Linked DNA regions of Mus musculus: regions 1, 2, 3, 4, 6 and 7 are each linked to region 5. Evidence: chromatin contacts called from public Hi-C, HiChIP or PLAC-seq and promoter capture Hi-C data. All regions are on one chromosome and are shown on one strand. The core of a region is the stretch at or near the end of the contact, and the rest is flanking DNA. Distances in the headings are between cores, read along the strand shown.

What was found. Promoter capture Hi-C pulls out the DNA fragments that hold promoters and counts their contacts. A called contact is a pair of places that touch in the nucleus more often than the background predicts. HiChIP or PLAC-seq counts read pairs in DNA pulled down with a chosen protein or histone mark.
Region 1: a contact with region 5 is called in an H3K27ac HiChIP or PLAC-seq map of microglia, with 5 times the contacts expected there. The contact joins the promoter of Usp49 here to the promoter of Ubr2 in region 5. A contact is called at or near these places in 9 of 39 promoter capture datasets (the 3T3-L1 cell line, cranial neural crest, embryonic stem cells and 5 more) and 3 of 115 datasets of contacts at active chromatin or transcription factors (the NIH/3T3 cell line, embryonic forebrain and microglia).
Region 2: a contact with region 5 is called in a FOXA1 HiChIP or PLAC-seq map of pancreatic cancer cells. The contact joins the promoter of Dlk2 here to the promoter of Ubr2 in region 5. A contact is called at or near these places in 1 of 39 promoter capture datasets (liver) and 2 of 115 datasets of contacts at active chromatin or transcription factors (astrocytes and pancreatic cancer cells).
Region 3: a FOXA1 HiChIP or PLAC-seq map of pancreatic cancer cells shows a contact between it and region 5. The contact joins the promoter of Vegfa here to the promoter of Ubr2 in region 5. A contact is called at or near these places in 1 of 39 promoter capture datasets (pre-B cells) and 1 of 115 datasets of contacts at active chromatin or transcription factors (pancreatic cancer cells).
Region 4: a contact with region 5 is called in a promoter capture Hi-C map of liver, with 3 times the contacts expected there. The contact joins the promoter of Gtpbp2 here to the promoter of Ubr2 in region 5. A contact is called at or near these places in 4 of 39 promoter capture datasets (hippocampal neurons, liver, neutrophils and 1 more) and 2 of 115 datasets of contacts at active chromatin or transcription factors (bone marrow-derived macrophages and pancreatic cancer cells).
Region 6: a contact with region 5 is called in a Hi-C map of CD8 T cells, with 4 times the contacts expected there. The contact joins the promoter of Polr1c here to the promoter of Ubr2 in region 5. A contact is called at or near these places in 3 of 39 promoter capture datasets (hippocampal neurons, liver and pre-B cells), 1 of 484 Hi-C or Micro-C datasets (CD8 T cells), 2 of 115 datasets of contacts at active chromatin or transcription factors (astrocytes and memory CD8 T cells) and 2 of 9 other capture datasets (liver and pancreatic islet).
Region 7: a contact with region 5 is called in an H3K27ac HiChIP or PLAC-seq map of microglia, with 4 times the contacts expected there. The contact joins the enhancer-like site here to the promoter of Ubr2 in region 5. A contact is called at or near these places in 3 of 39 promoter capture datasets (the 3T3-L1 cell line, cranial neural crest and maxillary cranial neural crest), 3 of 115 datasets of contacts at active chromatin or transcription factors (the NIH/3T3 cell line, large pre-B cells and microglia) and 1 of 9 other capture datasets (adipose tissue).

Annotation. Positions count from the first base shown.
Region 1 is chr17:47,629,408-47,632,112 of GRCm38.p6, reverse strand. It overlaps Usp49 (ubiquitin specific peptidase 49), which reads right to left and starts at 1,423. Exons shown (of 7, transcript NM_198421.2): 1 at 1,198-1,423. The region is part of intron 3 of Gm20517 (predicted gene 20517); the gene reads right to left.
Region 2 is chr17:46,296,633-46,299,332 of GRCm38.p6, reverse strand. It overlaps Dlk2 (delta like non-canonical Notch ligand 2), which reads right to left and starts at 1,405. Exons shown (of 6, transcript NM_001286013.1): 1 at 1,255-1,405; 2 at 635-765; 3 at 322-385. The coding sequence starts at 710. It overlaps Gm41588 (a long non-coding RNA gene), which reads right to left and starts at 315. Exons shown (of 2, transcript XR_876844.1): 1 at 1-315.
Region 3 is chr17:46,031,121-46,033,820 of GRCm38.p6, reverse strand. It overlaps Vegfa (vascular endothelial growth factor A), which reads left to right and starts at 1,444. Exons shown (of 7, transcript NM_009505.4): 1 at 1,444-2,530. The coding sequence starts at 1,931.
Region 4 is chr17:46,159,714-46,162,413 of GRCm38.p6, reverse strand. Gtpbp2 (GTP binding protein 2) reads right to left here and starts at 1,382. Exons shown (of 12, transcript NM_019581.3): 1 at 1,088-1,382. The coding sequence starts at 1,273.
Region 5 is chr17:47,009,251-47,012,073 of GRCm38.p6, reverse strand. It overlaps Ubr2 (ubiquitin protein ligase E3 component n-recognin 2), which reads left to right and starts at 1,542. Exons shown (of 47, transcript NM_146078.3): 1 at 1,542-1,932. The coding sequence starts at 1,855.
Region 6 is chr17:46,246,529-46,249,333 of GRCm38.p6, reverse strand. Polr1c (polymerase (RNA) I polypeptide C) reads left to right here and starts at 1,289. Exons shown (of 9, transcript NM_009085.2): 1 at 1,289-1,439; 2 at 1,534-1,605. The coding sequence starts at 1,371. It overlaps Yipf3 (Yip1 domain family, member 3), which reads right to left and starts at 1,254. Exons shown (of 9, transcript NM_145353.2): 1 at 1,006-1,254; 2 at 296-493; 3 at 49-155. The coding sequence starts at 1,086.
Region 7 is chr17:47,657,794-47,660,493 of GRCm38.p6, reverse strand. All of the region lies in intron 3 of Gm20517 (predicted gene 20517), which reads right to left. All of the region lies in intron 2 of Usp49 (ubiquitin specific peptidase 49), which reads right to left. Among named protein-coding and RNA genes, the nearest start is that of Usp49, 28 kb to the right of the region's middle. Within about 2 kb of position 1,418, at least 12 of the 459 cell types and tissues checked have an H3K27ac peak or open chromatin away from gene starts, as enhancers often do. A contact at or near this core is called in adipose tissue and microglia, where this site is marked.

The sequences.
Region 1 (2,705 bases), core at 174-2,673, 620 kb before region 5:
TTCAGAATGAAAAATCACTAAAGCACACTACCAATAAAGAATAAGTTTAAATTTGTCCCCAAATTCTCATCTTCCCTTTAATTTCCAAAATGGTCTTATAGTGCCAGAGAGATGGCTTATTGGGTAAAAGAGCTTGCTGCCAAGCCTGACTATCTGAGTTCAATCCTCGGTACATAAATGATGCGAAGAAAGAGCCAACTTCCACAAGTTGTCCTCTGACTTCCATAACTGCTCCACATACATACAAATAAATGTAATTATTTTCATTAAAAATGTGCCTTACAAATCAAAGGGTTCTAAAGAATATTAATATGCCCTTCCTATTCACAATCATACAATACAACAGGCAGAGGGACTGCAATCTTATCTTACAGAAGTTTTTTCATAAAAGGTACTCATAAAGCCATTATGCAATCTAAAAGATGAGTTCACAGCTCTAAAACTCTCCTCAGCTCTGCAGTCAACCTTTCTCCATCACTGTCTGAAGATCTGGGGAGAAATTACCCCATGAAAAATGTTCCACACAAAGCTGCAAGCAGCATACGAACTCAACGCCCTTAGAGCAGTGACTTCAGACTCCTGCTCAGTAAACTTCCCTGGTTAGTTATTTCTCTTTCTCTCTCTCTCTCTCTCTCTCTCTCTCTCTCTCTCTCTCTCTCTCTCTCTCCATATTCTTCAGTTGCTGAAAACAATTAGGCAGAAATCTGTCTGATTAATAAAAACCAAATGAACCATGTCTTTCTCTCCCCAACGGTGTACTCTTCAATGAGATGCCCTGGCCCTGGCCAGCGTCGTTAGCTCTAAAACAGCTCCTCCACCCACCCCAACTACCACATCCCACAGGCACATTGTAAATAAACACAATTCATTTACCCTTTAGCACAACATTAGTGAAACCAAGAGGTTTTCAGCACCCAAGGCTGCCAATTTTTCTATCCCACAAGAACAAAATCAAGTAAAAATGGGTCTCATCTTTTCAAAGTGGACATGAAAGTGGATTTTCAGGCGAAAGATGGAAACTGGATCCAAGACTCCTTGAAGAGAGAAAAAGGTTTCTGGAATTTCCTACTATTAGGGACAAAAGGACTCACAAATTCAATACACATTTCTCTTAACAAAGAACTCCTATGCTGCACCCCCATCTGGTCCCCCACTTCTCAGTCTTTTCCCCCTGTTTCTAGGTCCCCTTTCACTCACCATGGTTCCTTATCTTCTGCACCAAAGGCTCTCTACTTCAGATCCTTCACTACAGCGTTTGTGCCCTGCCCCTTCCAGACCTTCTGGGGCACTTCAGGGCAAAACATTCGTTTCCCACTCCTGTGCAGCCCACCCCAGTTCTATACCCACCAGGACTTCCCTAGCTTGCCTTAATCTCCTTTCTCTTTCCCCACTCCCCATTCCATCCTTTAATTCCCAGGGCCCATCTCCTCGGGTTGCCTTTCGGCCAATCTTTTGACTCCACTATCTTTACCTTGCTGAACCTCCTCGACAAGCAATTCTCCAGTTTCCCAGCTCACCATCATTCCTTCCACCCCGCTTCTAGCGTCCTTTCAGCGTTGTTTCTTTTTCTCCCAGAACTGTCCTATTAACGCCCAGCTCTCAGCTCGCTTCCCGTTAGCCCTTCCACTAACGTCCGATTCTTGATTCCACCTGGTTGTGATCCAGGTCTCCTGTCTCCCTCACTTTACAGAATTTACACCCCTCACCAGCTACTGACCCACACCTTGTCGATCCCACCCCAGCGGCTCCCAGCCCTTCAGCTCATCCCCAGCTCTGCACTAGTTCACACCCTTGTCACGTCTGGCTCTTAATCACTCTCCTCCACTCCCAACTACTACCCCGGCTCTGCTCCTTCCTTGTCTTCCACTTGCAACTCTTCTGGCCCTGGCCCAACACCTCCCACCTGCCAAGCCTTGCCTCTTCCAGACCCCTGCTCCTAGCCCTGACCCCGGATCCCTCTTCCCAGCCCCGGGCTTCCTAACCTCATCCCGGGGCCAGCCTGGGTTTCTTTCTCACTCCACTCTCCGGCTTCTAACCCTTTCTCTCCTAATCCTCTTCATCTCCTACTCAGCAAACCCTTCCGTCCCCGCCCCAGCCTGCCTTCCCCTCTCTCCCTTCAAACCTTTCACCTCACAACCCAGACGTCGCCCACCCCGCCAAAACGCAGCGTCCGCGCGCCGGGACTCGCGCCTTCGCTGTCGCCGCCCGCCGTCCCCGCCCCGGGCGCCCGGGGCCCGCCGGCGTCGCGGTCCCGCCCCCTGCCGCCGCTCCTCCCGCCCGCTAGGCGCACGCCGCCTTTGTCGCCCCTCACCGGGTGTGTGAGGGGATTTTTTTTTTTTTCCCTTTCCTTTAAAAGGGGAGGGCCGGCATGCCCGGGCCGCGTGTCCCCGCCTCCGAATATCTGCGCGAACTCCCAGCCACTGCGGCCCCTCACGCCCCCCGGGCCGCCCCCTCGGCCGCTCCGCCGGCCCTCCGCCCCCTTCCCAGCTCCCTCCCCTCTCTATTTACCGCCATCATCAGCACGCGCGAGCTGTCACCCGGGCGCAAGACGAGCAGGCGGACCACGCCCCTTATCGCCCATTGGCCCGCCTGTCAGAGCCCCGCCCCCAGGTCCCGCAATGCGCCAACGGCGCACCTTCCCGGCCGCGACCTGGGGCCCCGCGCCCTTTACGCAGGTTTGTGCCGTGGGCACCAAGTTTCGGGTC
Region 2 (2,700 bases), core at 156-2,655, 710 kb after region 5:
CTTTACTGTGGCTCTCAGTCCCTAAACTCTCAAGCTTCAGATGACTCTATGGCATCTTGAGGGACAGAAGCCCTTGAGAGAATAAAGAGTTGGTTATTCAAGCTCTTAAAGTAAGAAGCAAAAAGAGATACGGGGAGAGGAGAGGAGGGGAGGGGAGGGGACTGGTCATCCTGTTATGTATAAACAAACAAACACACACACACACACACACAATAGGGTCTTAAGCGCCTAGATACTGTTGCGGGTTTTTGACATGCTCTCGGTGTAAAGGACCAAAAAGTGGGGAGGAAAGGATTTGAGGCACGTGTGCCGCTTAAGTACCTGCAGGAGCCGTCAGGAGCGCAGCAGCCGTGGGCCAGGTCACAGTGGGAGCTGCAGTCATCCGCTGAAAGAGATTGGTGTAGTGGGTGTGAGTCTGGGTCCGAGTCTGACTTCCCAGGCGCGGGACTTGGCAGAGGTTTCAGTAGTCAGATGGACTCATGGGCACGGACGAGCGTCCCATTCCAAAGAGAGCACTTATAGATCTCTCCCTATGGAACGGAGCGGTTGCAGTGCCGTCTCTAGCCAGCAGAGGTCAACGTGCCAGCGAGGACGGCTGAGGAGAGCCGGGACCCAATCCCTGGGGCAGGCTCACCTCTGGCAGGCTGGCTGGTTGCCCCCAGGATGCACAGCAGGCACACGAGATTTAGGCAGCGGCAGCCGCTGGGCATGGTCAGTTCCGGCCTCAGGAGGGACGGACGGATGAACGGCCAGACGTGTAGACACCTGTGGGATGGCACGGGCTGGGAAGCGGCTTGACGCGGAGATAGCGGCACTGATACTGGTTCCAAGTGACAGGAGCAGGAGAAGGAGAGGGACTCCCCGGGTGGGGAGTGGAAGGGCGGGCGAGAGAAAGGGTTGAGCAGGCGAAGGGACTGGAGGCAGGAACCCACTAGCCAGGTCTGCGGGAAAGAGGCCAAAGGATGGGCAGCAGCGAGCGTGGCCACCGCGCGGGAACAGCCAGAGCTGCGATCGCGATCCAGGTGGAGGGGTCAATAGAGATGGGGACAAGCGCGGAAAGGCGAGCGCGACGGGACGTGGGGGCTGGGGCGTGGGGAGGAGCGGCTCCCAGTTCCTAGATGCAAGAGATCTCCTCCCGGGTCCTCCGACATCCACCCACCTAGGCCTGGCTCTCACAGCCCCCCAACCCCGCTCGCTCCGCCTCGCTTCGGCCTGAGGTCCCCACCGAGGGACCGCGTCCTCCTAGCTTCTCACCTCCGGCTGGGAGGCGACGCGTCCCCGGGGCGCAGAGTCAAACCGGATCCGACGGACTGGGCCGGGGGGCGGGAGGGGGGCCGCCCCTAGCTGGCCGCGGGGCTCGGCACCGAAGTAGCTGCCATGCCAGCCGAGCACTCGGGAATCTGGGGCTGCAGGCGACCCCGAGCGGCGGCAGCGGCTCCTCGCGCGCGCTCGGCCCCCTGCCAGGGGCGGCGTGTGCCGGCGGAGCCCGCCTCTCCCCTCCCGCCGCCGCGGCCCGCCCCGCACCGACTGCGCCCCGCGCCCACCCCCGCTGCGCACGGCCACACCTCGCGCTGCCACTCGGCCCTGGCACCCCCCAGCGCTCTTCGCCCCTCCCTTCGCGGCCCCCAGCCCCCTTGCTTCGCTTTCTTCCTCCGAAATTAGAAAATCAAAGGAGCTGAACTGGGCATACACCGTAAAGCGCGGGCCGAAGGTGCGCGCCCTGCTGTCTTCCCATTTTCTTGCCCACCCCACCTCAACCGCTCGCCCCACTCTGCCCCTCACCCACGCCCGACTCTGCACGCCCCTGTCTACCGCGCATCGTGATTTTCATTAGCCTTTCCCGGCTCTCCTGTTTTAGCCCGAGCACACTGAAGCCATGCTTGCTGCCACCTTCCTCCTGTCACCAGCCCACGCCTCCCCGGCTTGCAGAGCCTTCGTCACTGGCTTCGTAGGTCAGCGCCTGCTCTCTGTGGGCTTCTTTCTTTCTTCGCTACCTCTTTCAGGATGGACCATATCTACATAAATACCATCCCAGCGTACCCGCTGTTCTTTCCTCCCATCTGCTCCCAGTTTTCACAGCCCGTTCCTTTCCAAGCCCACCTTTGGGTAGCCTGCCTAGATCATACACTGCCTATTGGTGTTGCCCCACAAGTTCCTGCCACTGAACATCCCCACATCCGTTCACAGCTCCACATCTCGGAATGAGAGTTTTGTATTGAGAGAGGGTGGGGAGAATTGCCCTTGTAGGTCTCTTTACCCCTCAGAGCCAATGAGTCAAAAAAACCCAAAGAAGATAAAGACCCCAATATGTGTATTTGTTGGTGTTTGGTGTTTGGTTGGGTAACTGTGCAGAGGGGAAGGCTGCCCACAGTCTCTAGGTCTTCCTATGGAACTTCCTATCTTTAAGTTGGAAGGTGACTTCCTTAACTGCACAGACTGGCTTCTTGCTGCAGAGACTCGAGGGACAGGGCAGTGCCCACCGCCTACACCTGACAACACCCACGCCCAATCTCAGCTCAATAGCTGACTTCCTCTTGCCCCCCCCAGGGGGGGCACTCTCTGGGTTTGAGTCACCGAGTGGGCTTCTAGCGTTCATTTCTTTTGTTCTAAGTTGGGTTGTTGTTTTCTTTTAGCAAAAATTGCAAACCCAGAGCATCAACAATTCGTGTAGAAAATGTAAGGCTGGTATGCTAGCACAAC
Region 3 (2,700 bases), core at 195-2,694, 980 kb after region 5:
GCCAAAGCCCAACCAGGAATTTTTCCAGGCTGGTTCCTATATCCAAGGGTGGGTTAGAGGTGGGGGTTTTGGAGAGCTCTTAAGGAAGACACTGAGGACATGGAGAAGGGGACTTAGTAGAAAGAGAGGGGACAGAGCCACACGGGCTAAGTGTGCAAGCATAGAGAAATAGCCAAGGGTTTTAGGGAGAATGGGAGGACAGAGTACACCCCTGAATTCTGTTTAGAAGATGAACCGTAAGCCTAGGCTAGAACTGAGGGAGCCTCTACTCCCACCCTTCCGAGGGTTGGCGGCAGCGCTGGGCAGCTGGCCTACCTACCTTTCTGAATGCTAGGGTAGGTTTGAATCACCATGCCGGCCTGGCCCGCTTCTGCCCCCATTGGCACCCTGGCTTCAGTTCCCTGGCAACATCTCTGTGTGTGTGTGTGTGTGTGTGTGAGAGAGAGAGATCAGGAGGAACAAGGGCCTCTGTCTGCCCAGCTGTCTCTCCTTCAGGGCTCTGCCAGACTACACAGTGCATACGTGGGTTTCCACAGGTCGTCTCACTCCCCGCCACTGACTAACTCCAGAACTCCACTTCCCGTTCTCAGTGCCACAAATTTGGTGCCAAATTCTCTCCAGAGAAGCCTCTCTGGAAACTTCCCAGAGGATCCCATTCACCCCAGGGCCCTAGCTCCTGATGACTGCAGATCAGACAAGGGCTCAGATAAGCATACTCCCCCCCCCCCGTAACCCCCTCCCCACATATAAACCTAGAGTTATGCTTCCGAGGTCAAACACGCAACTTTTTGGGTGTGTGTGTATGTCAGAAACACGCAATTATTTGGGAGCTCAAAGTCTGCCGCACTCAAGAATCAACTCTCACCCCCTTTCCAAGACCCGTGCCATTTGAGCAAGAGTTGGGGTGTGCATAATGTAGTCACTAGGGGGCGCTCGGCCATCACGGGGAGATCGTGAACTTGGGCGAGCCGAGTCTGCGTGAGGGAGGACGCGTGTGTCAATGTGAGTGCGTGCATGCATGTGTGTGTGTGTGTAGTGTGTTTGTGAGGTGGGGGAGAAAGCCAGGGGTCACTCTAGTTGTCCCTATCCTCATACGTCCCTGCCAGCTCTCCGCCTTCCAACCCCTACTTTCTCCTATATTCCTGGGAAAGGGAATTGTTCTTAGACCCTGTCCGCATATAACCTCACTCTCCTGTCTCCCCTGATTCCCAATACTCTGGGATTCCCAGTGTGTTCCTGAGCCCAGTTTGAAGGGGTGCACAGATAATTTTGAGGCCGTGGACCCTGGTAAGGGGTTTAGCTTTCCATTTCGCGGTAGTGGCCTAGGGGCTCCCCGAAAGGCGGTGCCTGGCTCCACCAGACCGCTCCCCGGGGCGGGTCTGGGCGGGGCTTGGGGGTGGAGCTAGATTTCCTCTTTTTCTTCCACCGCTGTTACCGGTGAGAAGCGCAGAGGCTTGGGGCAGCCGAGCTGCAGCGAGGCCGCGGCACTGGGGGCGAGCTGAGCGGCGGCAGCGGAGCTCTGTCGCGAGACGCAGCGACAAGGCAGACTATTCAGCGGACTCACCAGCCCGGGAGTCTGTGCTCTGGGATTTGATATTCAAACCTCTTAATTTTTTTTTCTTAAACTGTATTGTTTTACGCTTTAATTTATTTTTGCTTCCTATTCCCCTCTTAAATCGTGCCAACGGTTTGAGGAGGTTGGTTCTTCACTCCCTCAAATCACTTCGGATTGTGGAAATCAGCAGACGAAAGAGGTATCAAGAGCTCCAGAGAGAAGTCAAGGAAGAGAGAGAGAGACCGGTCAGAGAGAGCGCGCTGGCGAGCGAACAGAGAGAGGGACAGGGGCAAAGTGACTGACCTGCTTTTGGGGGTGACCGCCAGAGCGCGGCGTGAGCCCTCCCCCTTGGGATCTTGCATCGGACCAGTCGCGCTGACGGACAGACAGACAGACACCGCCCCCAGCCCCAGCGCCCACCTCCTCGCCGGCGGGCTGCCGACGGTGGACGCGGCGGCGAGCCGCGAGGAACCGAAGCCCGCGCCCGGAGGCGGGGTGGAGGGGGTCGGGGCTCGCGGGATTGCACGGAAACTTTTCGTCCAACTTCTGGGCTCTTCTCGCTCCGTAGTAGCCGTGGTCTGCGCCGCAGGAGACAAACCGATCGGAGCTGGGAGAAGTGCTAGCTCGGGCCTGGAGAAGCCGGGGCCCGAGAAGAGAGGGGAGGAAGAGAAGGAAGAGGAGAGGGGGCCGCAGTGGGCGCTCGGCTCTCAGGAGCCGAGCTCATGGACGGGTGAGGCGGCCGTGTGCGCAGACAGTGCTCCAGCCGCGCGCGCGCCCCAGGCCCCGGCCCGGGCCTCGGTTCCAGAAGGGAGAGGAGCCCGCCAAGGCGCGCAAGAGAGCGGGCTGCCTCGCAGTCCGAGCCGGAGAGGGAGCGCGAGCCGCGCCGGCCCCGGACGGGCCTCCGAAACCATGAACTTTCTGCTCTCTTGGGTGCACTGGACCCTGGCTTTACTGCTGTACCTCCACCATGCCAAGGTAAGCGGTCGTGCCCGTCTGCTGTCGCCGGGCCGTGGCGAGCGCCTCTCCCGCTTGGGGACGTGCGTGCGTGCGAGCGCGCGCGTGGGGGGCTTCGTGCCCCACGCGGGTCCTTGGGCACCGGGCGCGAGGCGTCCCCCTCTGTCGTCGTACGTGGAGGGGGAGGGGGT
Region 4 (2,700 bases), core at 133-2,632, 850 kb after region 5:
AATGCCAAACAATCAGGCCCGTCTCTCACCCACTGAATCAGAATTCTATGAGCAGGAACAGCAACCTGAATCACTCTGGTGCACACTTAAAAGTCATAATCACCCATTGAAGCTCTTCCCACCTTGGGTTCTCCCATCTTTGTTTTTCAAAACAAGGTTTCTTTGTGGAGCCATGGCTATCCTGTAACTTGCTCTGTAGACCAGGCTGGCCTTGAACTCAGAGATCCCCCTGCCTCTGACTCCCAAGTGATGGGATTTTTTTTTTTTTTACATTATTTTTATTTTACGTGCATTGGTGTTCTGTCTGCATGTATGTGTGTGAGGGCATCAGACTTCCTGGAACTGGAGTTGCAGACCGTTGTGAGCAGCTATGTGGGTGCTGGGAACTGAACTGGGGGTCCTTTGGAAGAACAGACAGTGCTCTTAATCGCTGAGCCATCTCTCCAGAGTGATGGGACTTAAAGGCGAGCCCACTAGCTCCCGACTGGGTTCTCCTATTTTAAGAGGAAGGAAAGTAGTCTTCTCTGCCTTGAGGACTCCCAGAGCGGGTTCGTGCGGACTCTTCTCTGTGTCCACAGCCCCACAGGACAAGGAAAGGGCAGAGGGCTACGTCTAACTGTTCTCTGGTTTAATGTGTGTGGGTACTGAAGAATAGGGAAGGAACACATTGCTCTTGTCCCGGCTACTCCCCTTCTCCCTGTGGATTAAGTTTAGAAAAACGTTGGTTACTCTGCCTGCCCTCTTTTCCCAGTACAGTGTTCCTTCCCCACTCCCAGAGTAAGTAGGGGTTCAGACATCCTCTGCTCTTCTCAAGAGGAAAGGATCCCCGGTTCCCACTAATCCAAAGGTTATGGAGGTGAAAGGGGCAGTCCCTTCCCGAGGTCCTGACACTGAAAAGGATCGTCCAGTCTTGACGATCCCGCTTTGTAGGGGTCTTGGAACAGGAGGAGGGGTTCTCTTCCCCGGTCCTTCCTCCCTTGGGTCTTGACACCGGAAAGGGGGATTGATTTTCTCTCTCCCGCCTCCTTGGAGTCTCGGGGACCGGAAGAGTAGTTCCCCATGGCTCCGCCACTTTTCAGGTGCTCACCTCTGGGGGCAGGTACGGAGGGTTGTTGGCTTTACCTCCTCTGTTCCTTCCGTTCTTCTTCTTCCCCTTTGGGCCCCCGCAACTGCTGCTACCGCCGGCCCCCCGAGCTTTGAGGTTTCCACCCATGGCCGGGCCTCCTCCGGGCCGGCAGCAGCCGCCGAACAGCTCCGATACCCGCGAGTCCATCCGCCGCTGCCACCAGCCCCCCGCCCGACCCCTCCCCCCCGCCACTGCCGCCGCCCCTACTGCCACCGCCGAGTCGGGCCAGCCGGAGGAGAGCGGGGTGTGGCCCACTGTAGGCCACGCCCCTGCCTTCCCTGTCCTCCTAGTCGCGTCAGAAAAAGCCGCAGGGCATCAAGGGATACTGAGTCCGCAGCTATGAGATTTAGTGCTAAAGAATGCGAGTTCGAACTACAATTCCCAAGAGGCATCGCTATGCGAGAGTCACAGGTGGCTTCGGGGGCGAGGGCAGCAAGCGCGCCTTGAGCGCAAAGACTAAGGGGAGTTGTAGTCGGCACCCAGTTTCCCGTACTGCCAGCGGCTTCTCTTCTAGGGGCAGTAGGAAGGCTTTGTGGCCTGAGATTAGGGACAGTAACCGGAGGTGAAGGGCTTATATCAGAATTGAACTGGGTTTGACCTTTCGGCGCTGACCCCAGACAACAAGTTAAAAATCGGGGAGGTTGGATCTGACAGCCTGCTGGCTCCACCTCTGCCTCAGTTTCTTTCCTGACGGCTGGAGTGCTGTCGAGTGAGTCAGGGCAAAAGCTAGGGCGGAGGCAGATGGTAGTTATAGCATAATTAGAGCTGTTATTGTGACGATGATTATGCCACCCTTGCAATATAGTCACTGTTTTATTACTTGGGTGGCACAATCCGGGGGTTGGTTTTAGCAGCCCCAGGCACCGCAGTGGCCAGACACGTGTCCAGGACCCATAAAGCAGCCAGCTGCCTAAGGTTTGGAGGGTGCCTACTGCAAGTATCTCTCCTCCCCTTTGTTTTGAAGTTTAGCCAATCCCGGAAAACAGAATTTGGTTTAAAACTTGTCCGGAGGAGGGGCCTGGCCCCTACTTGGGGCGGAGCTGGGGTTCCAGTTACGTCAACCACCAGGGGGCGGGGAAAGTAGCCAGGAATAGAACTTGTCCTAGGACGCCAGGGGATTGCTGATTTGTCTTTCTAGCCAAGCTGTCTCTCCTGTCCTTCAGAACTCTCAGAGCGACATAAACCAGTATACGGGGCACCAAAGGCTCAGAATGGAGAAGCAGAATTGCTGGGCACAGAGTCAGGACGCCAGGGTTCAAATTCCAGCGCCGTGGCTATCTCATGACTCACAGTACGTCCATTCCCCTCTCTTCACAAACAACCAGGTGTTCACACATAGCCAAGAAATAGAACAGAGTTTGAAAGTTCTCCACGGTACGGTAGGAGCACTTACCTCTGGTGTACTCTGAAGGAGTTCAGACCTGGTTGAGTCCATAACTTCTGCACAGTTCCACATCGAAGGAGACGAGTCTATTGAGCATGCAGTCGCTGTCCACATTGGATAGTTTCCACACCAGCTATATACCAAAAGAACCAAAAGTTGAAAAGCCTTGCAGATCAGCCATTTACCTGGG
Region 5 (2,823 bases), core at 293-2,792:
GGCCATTCTCATCCAGACCGCCACACACGCTCTTCCAGGGTCCCACTCCTGACTTTAGCTCATCTAATGCCTTTGTGTTCCCTAACCACAAAGGTACCACCATTTTGTGCTCTTCTCTTTGGCTACCAGGCTTTTAAGACAATGGCCCCCCCAAGTAATAGGAGTTGGAAAAGGCTGGGGAGTCTGGCATCAACCAGAGCTTGAGCTTGCCTCCCAGAAAGAGGTGTCTTACAGTTTCTACAACTTGCAAGAGAGACTGGAGTCAAGATAATGATGGACCAGCGATGGACTAGGACCACACCTTGACCAGGGCTGCCCTTTCTTTAAAACTAAACCTCATGTCAGGACTCTGAAAGGTAGTGAACTTGAGGGTGGGCAGATGGTCACTGGACCTTTTTGTCCCTCTCCCCAATGTGGCTATATCGAATAAGTCTCCTTTCTCTGTCTCTTCATTATTGCTTATCTCTTTAATTGTTATATTGAGGATATATGCTTGAGCCTAGCTTGTTAGAGCCGCAGGTTCCAAGGTCTAACCCTAACAACTCCAGTACAAGATACCAGCCTCTTCCTACAGGGCAATTAGGGTTTGTCTGGTCATCTGTGAGAGCCTAATCTTCTCCACGAAGATAATTTAAAAGATATTCAAATACATGTCACAAATTACAGTCAGTGTATATAAGCCTCCAATCGGTCTGCTTTTAGATCTGCTTCTGTCAGTATAGTCTTAAAGCAATGCAGCTAAAAAAAAAAAAATATCCAGTATTTCTTCTGTTGCTTTGTGGCCTGCCATTGAACCTTAAAGTCTTTTTTTTTTTTTTTTTTTTTTTTTTTTCCTTGACCTTTTGAGAAACTGCAAAAAACAATGGCAGTCGCAGCTCTAGCCCTGGCTCTCCCTCCGCGCAGCCGCAGGAGTAGGCAGGCTGGACGCGGAAGTAAGCGCGTGCTTCCAGGGTTGTCTGACTCTGAGAGTTGGTCTTTAAGTTGATTCGTTGGACGCCTTTTCTGATGCAACAAGACTTAAGGAAAGAAAAGGATATATATCAATCAATGGTCATAAATTAAATGTCTTGCAATTGTACCTTAAAACTTTTCAAAATCTCGGTACTAAATACACCTCGGTGACTAGTGCCAGGATGACAAGGCATTAGAACCTCCGGGATAGAACGCGCGATTCATTCATTCTTTTGACAATTGAGGGTTTATCAGATACCAGACTTTTGACAGACAGCTGTGTGTCTATCGCGCCAGGAATGATTATTCTTGGTGCTGGGGAGATAAAAAAAAAATGACAAGAATAAATAGGACTAAGAGACTAAGACGAGATCTCAAACGTTATTTCGTTCTTCTGGTGTCAAGCCCCTCTCACGGATTCTAAATTGTCTTTTTCCAGGCTTCCGCCAGGGGATGGACTACAACTCCCATGATACTCGTGTGCCGCTCCTTATTAGAGGCTTCGCTTCTCTCCCTGGCCGCTCAGGGGACGACTACAGTACCCAGAATGCCCTGCTCCCTCGCTTGGGTGTTTTTGCCCCTCTCTTGGCGTTGAACGCGGTAGTGGCTGTCCGGAGTGCCAGGCCTGGGGTTCTCGGTGTCCTTCCCCCGGTCACGGGCGAGGAGGCGACTTGACTTCTGGGCGCCGAGCCCGGGCGCGCGCGCAAGCGGCTGCCGTCCCCGCTGCAGGTTCGCGTCCCGCTTTGCTCCTCGCGCATCTCGGCTCGGCGGCAGCCCGGACGGCCCGGGACTGACGGCCCCAGGACAGGGGTGACCGTCGCGGCTGCGGGAGCAGAGGCGAAGCTGAGGCCCGGGGAGAGGCGACAGCGGCGAGAGCACCCGGGGAGAGGAGGAGGAGAGAAGATGGCGTCGGAGATGGAGCCCGAGGTGCAGGCCATCGACCGCAGTTTGCTGGAATGTTCTGCCGAAGAGATCGCAGGGGTGAGTGCGGGAGCCCGGGAGGGCTACGTCCGGCCCTCGTAGGCCGCGCCCCGGGGGAGGAACAGAGTCCTGGGAATCCCGGAGCCCGCCACTGACTTCGGCTAACAGCGGCGCTGGCCATGTCCCGTGGGGAAAAGGACCCAGGAGGCCATCGAGCCTGCTCCGCGCCTTCGGTGCTCAGATCCTCCTTATACGCGGCGACTCTTACTACAGAGCTTTCATTATCCCTAATTAGCTTCACTCTCCATTAAGTCTACAACACTTGGGTTTTTGCCCTATATGCTGGCTGTTGGAAGATGGGAGCGAGCGGCTTCCTAACGTTGTCGTATAAGCGCCCTACTTTACCTTCTGATGCCATTTCTTAGGATAAGCGGAGCAGTGTCTGCGCCGAAGGATTCTATCCTCTCCCAGCTCCAACTTTGTTGCTGGGGGGCGGGGAGGGGAGTTTACCCAGGCTGCAGGCAGCACAGTCCAACATTACCCCCTCGGTGCTTTTTTAAAAAGTTGTTTTGCACTTGTTTATTTCGTTAGATGGTAACCTTGGTGCCTGTGTGTAATGTAGTGGTGCCTCGACACGTTTGCTAAGCATGGAGGCTGGCAGATTTAAAAAAAAAAATACATAATTTTTCTAGGAGTTGGGAAAAGTTGGACGGAGAACAAACGTTATATAACTTTGAAAAAGCAGCTTTGGTGAACAGATGCAAGCTCATTAATGATAGCGTTGATCACAGCCTATCAGGAACCCTTAGGCCCTAAACTTAAGCCATTCAGACACAGTAAAGACTTAAAATGTAGTATCAACAAGCGCCGATACAAGTAGCAAAGTTACAAAGACAACAACTTTCAACAAACTCAGCGTCATCTTTTGCCAGTGAGGGCAGGGGACACCTA
Region 6 (2,805 bases), core at 40-2,539, 760 kb after region 5:
GATGAGGGTCTAGATGTGAGGACAGATGTCTCAGAGAAGGCGCCTCACCTGCTTCGGACCTGGGCAGGCTCCACATCAAAGTAGGGTCTGAGGATGTCAATGTTGGCATACAAGCTGAAGGCCCTGGAAGCCTGTCTCTTCCCTGCCTGCCACATCTGAAGGGAAATGGGTATGATGAGACTCTTGGCTCTAGATTGTTATTCAGTCTCGGCGAGATTTACGTGTGGGTCTAAGTGGAAAACCTCGATCAATTTAGGACATGCATAGGTCCTTTTTTTTTTCCCCATTGGCTTACCTGATCTGCTACCTGCCGGCTCAGTTGTCCTTTAAAGCCTTTCATGCCAAGAAACTCCCCATCCTCTTCTTCTGCAGCAGCTGCATCAGCATCTACTTCTTCCTCCCGCAGGCGCTGGTGCAGCTCACCCATGTCCTCGAAGCTGGAGCCTGAGGTATCGTCCATGTTCTCCATATCAATCACAGCCGAACCCCCACCCTGTGAAGACAACGGCTCGGAGAGTGAGGGGCCCTTCCATTGCATCCTCCCCGTTCTCCGCTCAGCTGACAACTTGAGGCTTTGATCTTCCACTGCCGAGGACATGGCTTGGAACTGCCACTCTTTCAGTGGTGGCAACTCTTGGTCGCGTCACTTTTGTGGTCCTGGAAACCCTACTATTTATTTTCAATCCACGTTGTTTTCCTACTTTCCACCTCAAAGCTCCAAAGAGTTGCAAAAGAGCCCATCTGCCATTCCCAATTCTCAAACAAGCCTATTTTTAGGGGGTGCCAGTGGATCCTAGCCTCCAGCCCCCACAGAGAGCCGAGGCCCGCGGGAGCCCTAGTTTGTCCCTTTCACGCCAGCACAAGAGCTACACCCTTCCCCGGGAAGACTCAAAGGGGACAGGCTGCGTTTCAGCGGAGCCGACCTCTAGGCCCCGCGAGAGAGAACAGCAGCCACCGTCCGGACGCCGCCAGCCCGGGGCTGCTGGCAGCAGGCGCGCTCCATACCTGGATGTTTTCTTCGAAGCCTCCCCATTCCGGGCCAGCACCATTTCGGACGCCGCTGGCCGGCGCCGCCGGAGTCGCCATGTCCCTCGAGGCTTCCCGTCGCTGGAGCACGCGCGCGTGGGAAGAGCGTGCGACCCGGGTCCGAGGGAGGGAGAGGTTCAGAGGGGCGACCGCCCGGGCAAGGTGGGGATCCGCCGGGACGCCGAAGGGAGAAACCCGGATGTTTGGCCCCACTTGACGTCCGGAAGTGAAGGACGTGGACAGAGGCGGGGCAAGATCTCGCGACATTCAAGATTGCGGGAGCCCGAGCGTTGCTGCGGAGACGCAGGCGCGGACTCGCCTCCTTTTACAGCGAGTGGCGGAAGATGGCGGCGGCTCAGGCGGTGGAGGAGATGCGGACTCGCGTGGTTCTCGGAGAGTTTGGGGTTCGCAATGTAAGAGATCGGGGCGCGGGAAGGATGAGGGCGGCACGGGGAAGTAGAGGCCTGGTGTGAAGGCTGGCCACACTGCCCTTTCTGTTGGCTCTAGGTCCACACCACGGACTTTCCCGGTAACTACGCCGGTTATGATGATGCCTGGGACCAGAACCGCTTCGAGAAGGTGGGTAGAGCTGAAGGTGCCCAGTCGGCCCGAGGGGCCAGACCTCGCAGGTTGGGGTGGGGGTCGCTGTTTCCATACAACACGCTTGAGCTCCATGGACGGGTCAGACACGGTGGTTGCTCTCGGTGGGATAATGGACCACACAGACAAGTTATTCCAGAATAGTAAGATAGCGGTGAAGATGGCTGGGATATGGTCAGGAATCATTGATGCACTGAATCCAGCTAACTGAAGGGACGTAGTTAAAGGTCAGTGAAGGGAATGGCATTTGAATTAAGCTTTGAACTATGAATAAAAGTTGAGTAGTGAAGGCCTGATTGGAGCTTCATTATATATGATTTTTTTAAAATTCACTTTGAAACTGTTTCTGTTTAGCCCTGGCACTCTCTCTATAGTCCAGGCTGGACTTGAACTCAGCCATCTACCTGCTTCTGTCTCTGCCTCCCATGCACTGGGATTAAAGGCATGAGCCACCACGCCCAATTTAGAATTTTTGAGTAGACTGATAACATTTTGCAATCTTGATAGCCAGGAGGGAATGAATTCTGGTGAATCTGCCAGCTAGTGTATGCAGGCTGAAATTGGGGGCATAGATGAACTCCAGACAGTACTAACGGAGTAAGGCAGGGAGAACTAGACGATTTGCACCAGTGCTCTGGGGAGGCAGTGTGTGAGAGAAAGGACTTTGTAACTTGAGGACCCTAAAACTTTCTTGATATGCGTGTTTGCCTGCATGTGTATTTGTGCACCACTGTGTGTTAGTGATCCCTGCAGTGTGAGGAGAATGTTAGGTCCCACCAGGTGCTGGGAACCAAACCCAGTTCTTCTGCAAGGGCAGTTAAGTGCTCTTAATAGCTGAGCCATTTCTCCAGTGGCACTGGGGAACTGTTGCTGGCTGTGTCGTTTGCCAAGCAGGAGAACAAGAATGAGGGTACACTCAGGTGCCTGCTTGTGAAGTCTATGTGCTTGCTTGAGCCAGGAGCATGGTGGAGGTCAGCCAGGGGATTAGAACCTAGGAGACAGGAACGTTTACTGTGTGGGTGGAAGGGGAAATTTAGAAAGAAGAGCAGATAAGGAAATTGGTGTTCAAAATCCAAGGGAATGTAGTTGAGAAAAGTAGGTATTAAAAAATAACGACAACAGACATGCAAGTATCAAACGGTCTAAGTAGTGTGGGAAGTTCTGCTTTTTGTATAGTAA
Region 7 (2,700 bases), core at 169-2,668, 650 kb before region 5:
CATGGAAGATGGCTCACAAATGCCTGAAATCTCAGTTCAGGGGATTTCATGCCTTCTTCTGGCTTCCTCAAATGCCAGACACATAAACACAATTAAGGGGAAAAAAAGGCAGAGTAGTGGTGGTGTAATCTCAGCACTTGGGAGGCAGAGGCAGGAGAATCTCTGTGAGTTCAAGGCCAGCCTGATCTACAGAGCAAGTTCCAGGACAGCCAGGGCTGTATGAGACCCTATCTAAAAAAGACAGGGAGGGGAAAAATAACAGCAGAAATGGGGAGATGATCCTGGAAGAGGAAAGGTAATGGCTGCTCCTGGGTAAGGACTGCATTCTCTGCTTGACTTGCTATGGGCACTTCACAGACAGGGAATGGACAGATGGATGGATGGATGAGTCGATGAGAGGATAACAAAGCCCCACTTAGCATGCAAGGGAGGCTCTAGTCAACTGAGAAGAGTGCTCATGCCATTACCATCACCATTACAAGAGTCTGGAAGGCATATTCGTCATGAAAGACACTTGCTCACAATTTTGGTTTGCTGCTTCCTGGATAGAAAATGGGAAGCACTGAATGCAAATACAACTGTTGTTTAAGAACCAGAGCATGATTTACTTGCTGGCCTTAGGACAGACAGCCAACTCAGCTCTGGACTGTGTCAGGCCATGAGTTCCTCCAGCATCGCCTTCATGAAGAAGGTGGTTGGCTGGAGGGTGAGCTCAGCACAGGAAGGTTTCCTAGGCAGCTGCGGACTCAAAGCAGTTCTGTCTACAGAATGTTCACTATGACCCTCTGCTGATGGAGATGTTGTCAGATGATTCCCACAGACCCCACAAAGTCTGTTCCTTTTGTTAAAGTTTTAGATTGTATTTTATGTATATAAGTATCTTTGTCTGCATGTATGCATGTGCATGCATGTGCATGCATGCCTGTGGAAGCCAGAAGAGGGTGTTAAGAAACCCTGGGACTGAGTTACAGACGTGTGCGCTATCATGTGGGCGTTGAGAATCAAACCTGGGTCCTCTGGAAGAACAACAACTGAGCCATCTCTCCAGCTCCCCTGCTTTTTGTAGTCACATCTTTCAGATATTTCTTGAAACACTTTTTATGAACCAGGGGATACCGAAGAGAACTAAATGTGACCCACATAACGCATATGTCATGATATACAATATTTTGCCTGCCAGTCTTTTTAACATTAACCTCTCCGAATTTTCATGAATTTCTATTTCACAAGGTTATAATTATTTTATCCACACTTATTGTAGCATATGGTAAAACAAAACAATGTTCAGCCTTGGGTTTGTTTGTTTCTTTCTTTCTTTTTTTTTAAAGAATGAGAGGGCAAACTAAGGAAGAGTGCAGGAAATAAAGGAAGCCTTGGGCAACACCACATCTGAGTGGGTAAAAGGGACTGGCCACGAGCAAGCAGAGAGGGAGGGCCTGGAGGAAGCTGAGCAGGCATTTTGGCTCTTAGAGAACACTAAAAGTCTTCACAAGATAGCATTCGAGACCAGGAAACAAGGCATGTTGGCTGGTAAACATGAACTCTGTCCTATTTAAAACTAATTGAAATGCCCCATTCCCTAGCCTTCCTTCCCCTTTCTGTGCACAGCTGTACCACACTTCCATCAGCTCAGGACTGAGGGCTCTGCCTCAATCACCCAAACATCCTCTTCCAGTAAAACCTGCTTCCAAGACCAATGGATCAGGACCAGCACTAAGTTCAGGGCGCATGCTTACTACCCTCTGCACTGAGCTGGCTGCCTATAGGTATACAGTCTACTGAATACGGGTACTTCCAATTCATAAACACATCTTTTCTCAGAAGGAAGGCGAATGATTTGGAGGCAACTGTCATTTCCTCTGTCTCCAATGCCATGCAAATTGCCTTAAATATGAAAGGCGGCCACGTGTGGATGCATGCATATAATCCTAGCACTTGGGAGACAGAGAATCGCCAACCTGTTCTACATAGGAAAGACTCTGCCTTGAAACAAAGAAAATTTTTGTTTAAAAAGGAACAGGGGGAGTGCCATTAGCAAAGTAGAGTGGGCAGCTAGAGATCCTAGAGAAAGTGGGGACTATGCCCAACCCACCCCCCACTGAATTTCCAGGAACAACAGAATGCCTAGTCAGTATTCAAAGTATATCCTAAAAGAAAGAGTGAGTTCCAGGACAGCCAGGGCTATACAGAAAAACCCTGTTTCAAAAAAAAAAAAAAAAAAAAGAAAGAAAGAAAGAGAGAGAGAGAAAAAAGAAAACCAAAAAGAATGCTCAAATAGGGTAGGAATCTGCATAGCAAGTCTCATGCCCATCCATGTCCCCACCCTAACCCAACAGAGAGCAGAAGACCAGAGGAAGCCCTTTCCCTCACACGGAGTCTCCGCCTCTGGACAGAGAGTGGACTGCACCCCTAACATGTGGGGGGAAATTGCTGGAGGACCGGAAAGAACAGTGCTGGACGATGTCAGGACAGTGAGGGATCATAAAAAAAAAAAAAAAAAAAAAAAAATCAAGGAAGCCAAAGAGTTTTTTAAAACTTTGTATGTGCCCATGTGCACAAGTAACATCAGGTATATTCCTCTATTGTTCATACATCTTATTTTTGAGTCAAGGTGTCTCAGTAAGCCTGGAGTTTATTGGTTGGCTATGCTGGCTGGCCATCGGGTTCTGGGGACCATGTCTCTTGCCTAATGAGTGTCGG